Regions from separate parts of the Macaca mulatta genome. Here region 1 is linked to region 2. A link is a contact called in public Hi-C data. All regions are on one chromosome and are shown on one strand. The core of a region is the stretch at or near the end of the contact, and the rest is flanking DNA. Distances in the headings are between cores, read along the strand shown. Region 1 overlaps MICAL2 (microtubule associated monooxygenase, calponin and LIM domain containing 2). Region 2 holds the start of TEAD1 (TEA domain transcription factor 1).

Region 1 (4,185 bases), core at 406-2,905, 350 kb before region 2:
TCATTAGAAGTAGGCTTATTACAGGCTGGGCACGGTAGATGCCTGTAATTCCAGCACTTTGGGAGGCCGAGACGGGCGGATCACGAGGTCAGGAGATCGAGACCATCCTGGCTAACATGGTGAAACCCCGTCTCTACTAAAAATACAAAAAATTAGCTGGGCATGGTGGCGGGCGCCTGTAGTCCCAGCTAACTCAGGAGGCTGAGGCAGGAGAATGGCGTGAACCCGGGAGGCAGAGCTTGCAGTGAGCTGAGATCGCACCAGTGCACTCCAGCCCAGGCAACAGAGCGAGACTCCGTCTCCGGAAAAAAAAAAAAAAAGTAGGCTTCTTACAAATATAAAGAGTTTCTTGCTGCCTGGACTGAGAGTCACTGTCCATCTCTACAGCTGCTGTGGGGCTTTCGGTAGAATGAACTGCCCTTGTTTGGTGGTTTGGTCATATTCCCAGTCCAGAAGGCTCTGGTTCTCGTCTTTGAGAATCTGCTGATCTCAGTGAGAGTGTTAGAAAGGAAAAGGAAAAACCAGAAAAGCCAGAGTATGCTTCAGTTTGCCGCCAGCAACATACGCCAAGAAGCGGCATGGTGGAAAGTGGGGAGCTGTGGGTGCCAACAAGTCCTGTGTTCAAATTCTGTTCCACTCCACTTAGGCTGAATAGTCCTGGGAAAATCACTTAACCTCTCTGGCCCTAGATTTCTTATCTGAAAAATGAAGATACTAATCTCCATATTACCAGGTCATTTTGAGAATTAGGGGTGTTGATAGGCAAAGTCTCTGCCAGAGTATTGACTACGTTGTAGGCATTCAGTAAACACTACTCACATCATTTTACAAAATATTACTAAGTATCCACACACATCTTCTTTTAAAGAATTGTCTAATTTTTACTGCTTGAAATTTAAATGAGAGAAACCAAAATTGTAAAGCATCTTCTGAAAATCTTCCTCATCCCCAAATATGAAAAAAAAAAAAAGAAAAGAAAAGAAAAGAGAGAGCTATTTTGAGTTATAGCAAAAGAAATCTGGCCAGCTTGTGATGTTTCAGAGGTGTGCCAAGCCAGCCAGAAGATGGATTCCATTCATTCCCTTTATATCCTTGGTAATTTAATTCCCCTGTTAAGTTTATGGGCCTTTTTCCCTTGATTGTCCTTGTGTGGGTGATAGATGCAGATCAACAAGGGGTTGGAGACTAAAAGAGTCAAGTCACGGAGAGTGGCCTCAAAACCAATTCGAAGTTTTGCAAACCAGGCACCAAAATTAATATACTCTAACTTGTAATAACATTTGTGCAATAATAATATTCCTTGGTGGTTTAGTATTCTATTCAGTCCCTCTAAGAGATTGCCCTGTTGCTTAATGAATGACCAATGCTTATTAGGTTAAGTTGTATTTGAGCTGGCCTGTGCTGCTCCGGTTCAAGTGATTTAATGGGAATTATTTAATAGGTATTATTAGGATAATTAGAAAATGATCACAGTTAGGCAATAATATTGAGCTATAAAGGTTGTGAATAACCAAATTTAGAGACAGACCTGAAAACATGAGTAGTCTGCGACAGTTATGCAAGGCTCCTCTGATAATTATGTAGGCTGCCTGAAAGGGGCTTTTGTTCTGGGAGTTATTCATTAGGCGGGCATTGAATTAGAGGAACATGCGGGGGTGCGGGATGGAGGGCAATGATGGCTGATGAGCAAAATGAGGCTTTGATGAGCTCCTCATTGTCGTGACAACAATTCCTGCTTTCTTTTTTCCCAGCAGTCAGAAATAAGCTCTCCCGCCCCCGGGAAGGGTTTTTCCCCATTTTGTCAAGGAAAGGGAAACAAAAGAAAACAAAAATCTAACAATCCACCCCAGATGACAAATCGTTATGTTTTGCAGGACGTGGTGGAGTGAGTGTGTGTGTGTGTGTGTGTGTGTGTGTCTGTGAGATGTCTTTGACAGAGGGAAGAAAGTCCCCTCTTGGTCCTAGCTGGCCAGGTGAAGGACCAGGATATGCAGTAACCTGATTCCTGGGGGCCCTACCATCTTCTGGAAAGAGGCCAAGCCCAGCTCTGCAGCCACTTAGACTCTTGTTGGTTGAGGCACTGTTTGTTACCTGCTGGCTTGTTGCTTGTCAATATGATGATCAGTGTTACCTACTAGGGCCATGGAATACCACAATCTAGCAAGAGACCACCATTCAAATTTAAGTGGTCTGGATACACAACCTGGGCTTTCCTTCAATACCTGGAATCTGATGAAAACTGAGTAACTTCGAAGGAGAAAGGATTTCTCCCCAGGGGAGGCGAATAAGAATAATTATTCCCTTATAACTTTACCAGCTTTGGGGAAGATTTACCAGCTAGTTGTCTGCATGGAACTTCTCGCCTTTTTTGGAGCCAGATGGTTTCTACTTCCTGGAGATTGAGGGGTTTACCAAGGAAAATTAGGATGTGCAAGGTGCCAGCAGGTGGCAGCAGGAGCACACATTTTGTGAGAAATGCCAGCAAAAGCCTCACCAGAACCAGGGAAGTAGTTGGGCTTAGACTCCATGGTTTTCGCTGCTGCTGAGGACCTGAGGAATAAAAGTTCCTGGAGAATGTACAGTGAGGTGTCCTGGACAGAGCACAGGCATTAGAGTCAGACCCTCCTGAGTCTGAATCCCAATGTAGTCCTTATACAATTATTTACTTTTCTGCCAGATTTTCTCATCTGTAAAATTGAATGAATAATACCAACCTCACAGGGGTGATATGAAGAAAAGATTAAGTGAAATAATGTTAGTAAAGCACCCAAAAAAGGACCTGAAATACAAATAGGTATTCAAAAATATTTCTTCTCTTTTCTTTTATATCCCTGTTATTATAAAACACAGCTGGATGGTCAATGACTTCTCAAATTGTATTTATTTGTTCATCCATCCACATTCATTTATAACTATACTCCCTAAAAGAGATTTAAGCTGGTTTCTATAAATATTTGTAATACATGAATTTTGCATGCCTGGTCCAAACAAGGATCTCCATGAGGACTTGTTGTTATCACTCCCACACCCCCGCCACCACCGCCCCCCCCCAAAAAAAAATAGCAATGCAATAAAAGCTGTTCAACAAAGATAGCAGACTATGGGTTTTGAGGCATGCCTCTCTGACACTCTGCCACAATTTGGGAATGGGTTTTAGGAAATAGATATTCTTTAGGTTTCCTTCCATAACTATTTGTTCTCAAAAGGTACTGGAAGGCAGTGGGTTAAAGGTTGTACCCTTTCATCCATCATTAGACATGGCTGGTTACTGTGTATTCATAAATCAGCAGAGCAGGGGAAGGGTTGAGATCTTCTGTGATTCTAAAGGAGTCTCTCTAAATACAGGTAGCCATGAACACAGAAACACAGATAATATTATTTTGTCACATAATATAGTGGGATATTGTCAGAAAAGAACACCAACCTTATAGATAATGGCTAGGAGTAATAAGACTTCAAAGTGGATGATTAAGCATGCAAGGAATTTGGGTTGTTTGCCACAATGTTATAGGTGCAGAAAGTAAACAACAAAATTCAGTACATCAGAGCAAGAGAGTTTATTATTCACAGCATAGCAAACAGCAGGAGCATCAGCACGGAAGCCCAAGTTGCCCTGTCCCCAGGTCCCATGGTGTGACATGATGAGCCCAGATAGCAAGCCCAGATGGCACCTGTGCATGCAGTGAGTTGTCCCATAGCTAGGGAGCCCCAGCAAAAGGACTCAGCAGCTTTTATAGCAAGCAGTAAATGAGCCATTTCCCCTTTCCCAGGAAGCAAGTAGTTGTGCAGTAGTCACACGGTAGTATCCTGACCCACTTCTCGGAATTCTCTACCTGATTAGTTAGAGGAATGGCTCAGGTTCAGAGGATGGTAGGGCCTTGCAGTTTGGCTCACTCAGCAAAGATGTACAGGAACACTCCTAGTCTATGGAAGACTGGCTCACTCAACAAATACCGACAGTCCACTTGCTATGTATTCGCCTCTGTTTCCAGCTTCACTGGCCACTCAGTAGGAAGTCCATGGCCTCATTGCAAGCCAAATATTGAACAAACTAATAAGAGACTAAAGCTGACCCTCTTAAGTTGTTTTTTAAAAACAAGACAGAAGACAGAAATAAAGAAGAAATGGAAAGGGCAGATGCAACCACAGATACAGCAAAGATTCAAAAAGATAAAAGAATATAAT
Region 2 (4,128 bases), core at 1,474-3,973:
CTTGTGTAAACCGGGGGTACTAATTACTAGTTTACACAGGTGCTGTGAGAACTAATTGAGATGGTCAATGCAAAACGCCAAGTGCTAAGCATGGTTGCAGTATATTGTATCTGTTGTCATTTTAGCAGGTTGCAGTTAATGTTCTTGCCCTTAGATGCTGGGGCCCTAAATCCATGCACTGGTCCTATGCATTGATCAAGGTGGCTGAGAAGAGTGAAAACATTTGGAAGAGTGGAGAGATGACAATGACAATGAGAGTCACTTCCCATTTGTGTGTATGTCCTGGGCACGGCATACTTAGCTGCATGAGACCCAGACCACTCTCCAGGGGCTCAGATAGGTAGGCATCACCAGTAACACACATATGCTGGTAACCAACAGAATACAAGAAGCATATCTGGGGCAAGGAGCTTCAAGGATCCTAGAGAGGAAATATTCAGTTTAGCAGTCTTCCCGGAGGAAGAGGTTTTTAAGGTGAGTCTCAAAAAATATACACATAGAAGTTGGAGAAAATCTGGTCAAAAAGTCACATCATGTCGTAAAGTACTTTGGATCCTAGGTCAAGGAATTTTTCCTTAATTCAGTATGGAACGGGGAGATATTGTATTGCAAAGTGGCTATAAGACAGGAACTAATCTGAAAGGTGCTCAGGCATACTGGGCCAACAAAGAGTGGTTTAGAAACCCTACTAACTGGTTGGCACTGCCATCAAAATTTATCTGGTGCTTTTAGAAGATGAGATTTGGAGAGAGATATGCCTAGTACAGTTTTAATGCCAAATTAATTATGTGTTTTCTAACACATTTCCAAAAACCAGTGCCAAGGTGGTTAGGTTCATTATTGTGAACCTCACTGTATTACCTTATCATTGCCTATGAATTAGAAATAAAATGCACTTGTACTTGACTGTGGTGGTACCTACACAAGTCAGCAAATTGCATAGACCTAAATACAGGCACGTACGAATACGTACAGGTAAGACCAGGGAAATCTGAATAAGATGGGTGGATTGTATCAATGTCAATATCCCAATTGTGATACTGTATTAGAGTTTTGGAAGACATTACCAGTGGGGAGAACTGGGCAAAGTGAACAAATGATTTATTATTATTATTATTTTTTACAACTGCCTCTTACTCCGATTACTTCAAGAGTTGCAATTAAAAATGTATTAATAAGACTGGGTTCTGTGGCTCACTTTTGTAATCCCAGCACTTCAGGAAGCTGAGGCAGGAGGATAGCTTGAGCCCGGGAGTCTGAGACCAGCCTGGGCAGCATGGTGAAACTCCATCTCTACAAAAAAATTTTAAAAATTAGCTAGCGTGGTGGTGCGTGCCTGTAGTTCCAGCTAGTTGGGAGGCTGAGAAGGGAGGATGGCTTGATTCCAGGGAGTCGAGGCTTCAGTGAGCCCAGATTGCACTCCAGCCTGGGCGACAGAGCAAGATCCTGTCTCCAAAAATAAAATTAAATAAATAATAAAAATAAAAATAAAGAAAAAAAGAAAAAGAAGGAAAACAATGTATTAGTAAAAGTTATGTTTTGTAGAAATGCGTTGCAGTAAGTCACTGTCCAGTCTCCTCAGTTACCCATATATAGGGATACAGGGATTCCTTGGGCACAAAATACGTTGTTATTTAATCCGGAGGCCTCAGCTGGAAGAGAGAACCAAGTGCCTAGAAGGAATGAGGCCACTGTACAGGAATTGCTTTGCAGCTTCTTGATAAATAATTGTAACAATCACCCGAAACTTTAGACGCTTTCTGTCCCCAGTGGGTCGACTTCACCCCTTTTCTGACTTACTGACTGGGTCTCTGTCACTTTTGCGTCACTACCTCCAATGGCAGGGTTAAAATTATTCCTTTATTATTGAAATGAAGTTTCTCAATAAAGGGCTAACTTAAAGTCGCCGGATGCAGCGTTTTAAAGTTTAGGAAGTTACTTTTGAAAAGTACAACCGGCAGAGATGAGTGAACTTAGTTTTTTAAGTGACTTGCAGAAGACCGTGCTAGCAGGGGAGGTTTATTATGAACTCTGTAATTATCCTTCTTTGCTAGGCTAAAGGTTTTCCTTTCCCAACAGGAAAAGGAAATTTCGACTTTAGTGAGATCTGTGAACTTTTATAAAAGTGAAAGGGAAGAGGAGAAGAAATGGCAGGCTGGGAATCTGGCCCGGAGACCAGACCGCGTCCACCGCGCTCGAGAGCAACAATCTGAATCGCCAGCAAGGAAACTTCTCTTCCCCACACTTGCAGACTTCCGCGAGTCCGGGAGCACTCAAGGCAGCAACCCGCGTTTCCGCGTCCCGGACTAGGGAAACTGAGGCACAGCAGGCAAGCCGCGCGCAACTCCGGCCTCGGCGCCTGCCCCCTGGAAGGAGCCCAGGCTTCCAGAGTTCCTCGCGCGAGCGCAGGGACTTGCAAGCCGCGGTACTCCCGTCCGCCCCGCCCCGCCCCGGCTCGGGACAAAGCCCGGAGCCCGCGCCGGGAGACGGAGGGCGGTTCCCGCGCGAGCCACGCTCCCCCGTGGGCGCGAGACTCCGCCCAGCTGCCGAGAGCCCGCGCTCCAACGGCGAAGCGGCCGCGCCGGCCCGCCCCGATTCCCCATGACGTCACCGGCGGCGGCAAGCCCCGCCTCCGGCCCCGGGCGGCAGGCCGCATGACGTCACCGAGGCCCCACCCCTCCGGAGCGAGTTCGGTCCTGGCGTTCATTTCATTCCTGTCCTCATTCCGAACATTCTTAGCATCGCTCGCGCTGCGCCGCGCCGCCCGAGCCGAGCCGAGCCTCTGCTGCCGCCGCCGCGGCCCCGCCGCCCGCCGCGGGCGCCCACCAAGCACTTTGCAGACTCGCTTCCACCCTGCGGGCCATTCCGCGCGGCGGGGCCCGGGCCCGGGGCGGCCGCGTCCAGGGACAGGCCATGCAGTGACGCCCCCCCACCCCTCCACCTTTGCCCGGAGCGCGGGCAGCAGCCCAGCGCGCCCAGCCGGCCCCGGGGCAGGAGCGGTGCTAGGCAGGGGTGGGGTGGCCGGGCCCGGGGACCGGGAGCCGGGGAGGGAGCCGGGCACCGAGCAGAGGGCGGGGGAAGCGGCGCCGAAGTTTGCCTCGGACTCGCCGGGCGCTGCGGCGGCTCCCTGGGCCGAGGTAAGTTGGCGCGCGGGGCGGATGCTGGGGTTCGGGGGGCGCACGGGGCGGCGGGGGACCGGCGGCGCGTCCCTCGCGGGCCGCTCTTTTCTTTGCGGGCTCTGCTTTGTGTGCGACGGCGGGCGGGCACGCGGAGGGCCGCGGCCGGGCCCCCACACCCGCCTGCCCGCGCCCCCTCCGAGGTGAGCGGCCGGGCGCCGCCGCGCGACTTGCCAGGACGCCAAGTTGGGCCGCGCGCTGGGAGCCCGCGCGGCAACAGGCGGCCCCCGGCGGCGGCCCTGGAGGCGCCCGGCCGGCCGCGCCGCGCCCCCCGCGCGCCCCCTCTCCTGCCGCCTGCACGCGCACACACGAACACACCCTCGGGCGCCTTGCACGGGGTGCGCTGGGGAGCCAGAAGTTCGGAGCGAGCGCGGGCGGGCAGAGCCGCCGCCGCCGGCGCCGCCTCGGAGCCAGGAGCCGGCCCGGACCCCCCTGCTTTCGCCGCCTTTCCCCGGCGCCGGGGACCCCCGAGGCCGGCCCGGGTCTGCGCCGACTTGTGCTGCTGGCGGGGGGTTCGCTCCTTCTCAAAGATGAAAAAGGGCACGTTCGTCTTTGCCGCTTCTCCAGGACTGGTGCTGCCGCCGCCGCCGCCGCTTCATTGCACATTCAAGTGGAAAATTTTCAGGAGTCAGCAGAAACATTGTGTCCAAAAAAGACTGAGTCGCAGTTACCACCAAACCCAGGAGGAGACTCTCCCTGGAAAACTTCCCTTCCCTTTCGGTAGGAAATACTGGGGGATTTGTTTGTTTATTGGAAAAGAAATGATCCCCAGGAGGGGAGAAAATCTGGGTATACTTCTAGTCTTTGTTCGTAACATCAACACTTGTTTTCAAAAGTCTAGAGTCCCGCTTTAAATAAAGTTCAACTTCTGTGACTTTCCTTTTTTAAAAAAATAAAGTTTGTATTTTTTTAAAAAAGCAATATTTTTAATGAGTTGAAAACAATGAGGGCT

Evidence for each region. A called contact is a pair of places that touch in the nucleus more often than the background predicts.
Region 1: a Hi-C map of fetal cortex germinal zone shows a contact between it and region 2, with 2.2 times the contacts expected there. The contact joins the enhancer-like site here to the promoter of TEAD1 in region 2. A contact is called at or near these places in 4 of 14 Hi-C or Micro-C datasets (blood, fetal cortex germinal zone, fetal cortical plate and 1 more).

The regions. Positions count from the first base shown.
Region 1 is chr14:53,130,046-53,134,230 of T2T-MMU8v2.0, reverse strand. The region is part of intron 27 of MICAL2 (microtubule associated monooxygenase, calponin and LIM domain containing 2); the gene reads left to right. Among named protein-coding and RNA genes, the nearest start is that of PARVA, 42 kb to the right of the region's middle. Within about 2 kb of position 1,655, at least 4 of the 40 cell types and tissues checked have an H3K27ac peak or open chromatin away from gene starts, as enhancers often do. A contact at or near this core is called in fetal cortex germinal zone, where this site is marked.
Region 2 is chr14:52,784,144-52,788,271 of T2T-MMU8v2.0, reverse strand. It overlaps TEAD1 (TEA domain transcription factor 1), which reads left to right and starts at 2,723. Exons shown (of 13, transcript NM_001435829.1): 1 at 2,723-3,137; 2 at 3,744-3,896.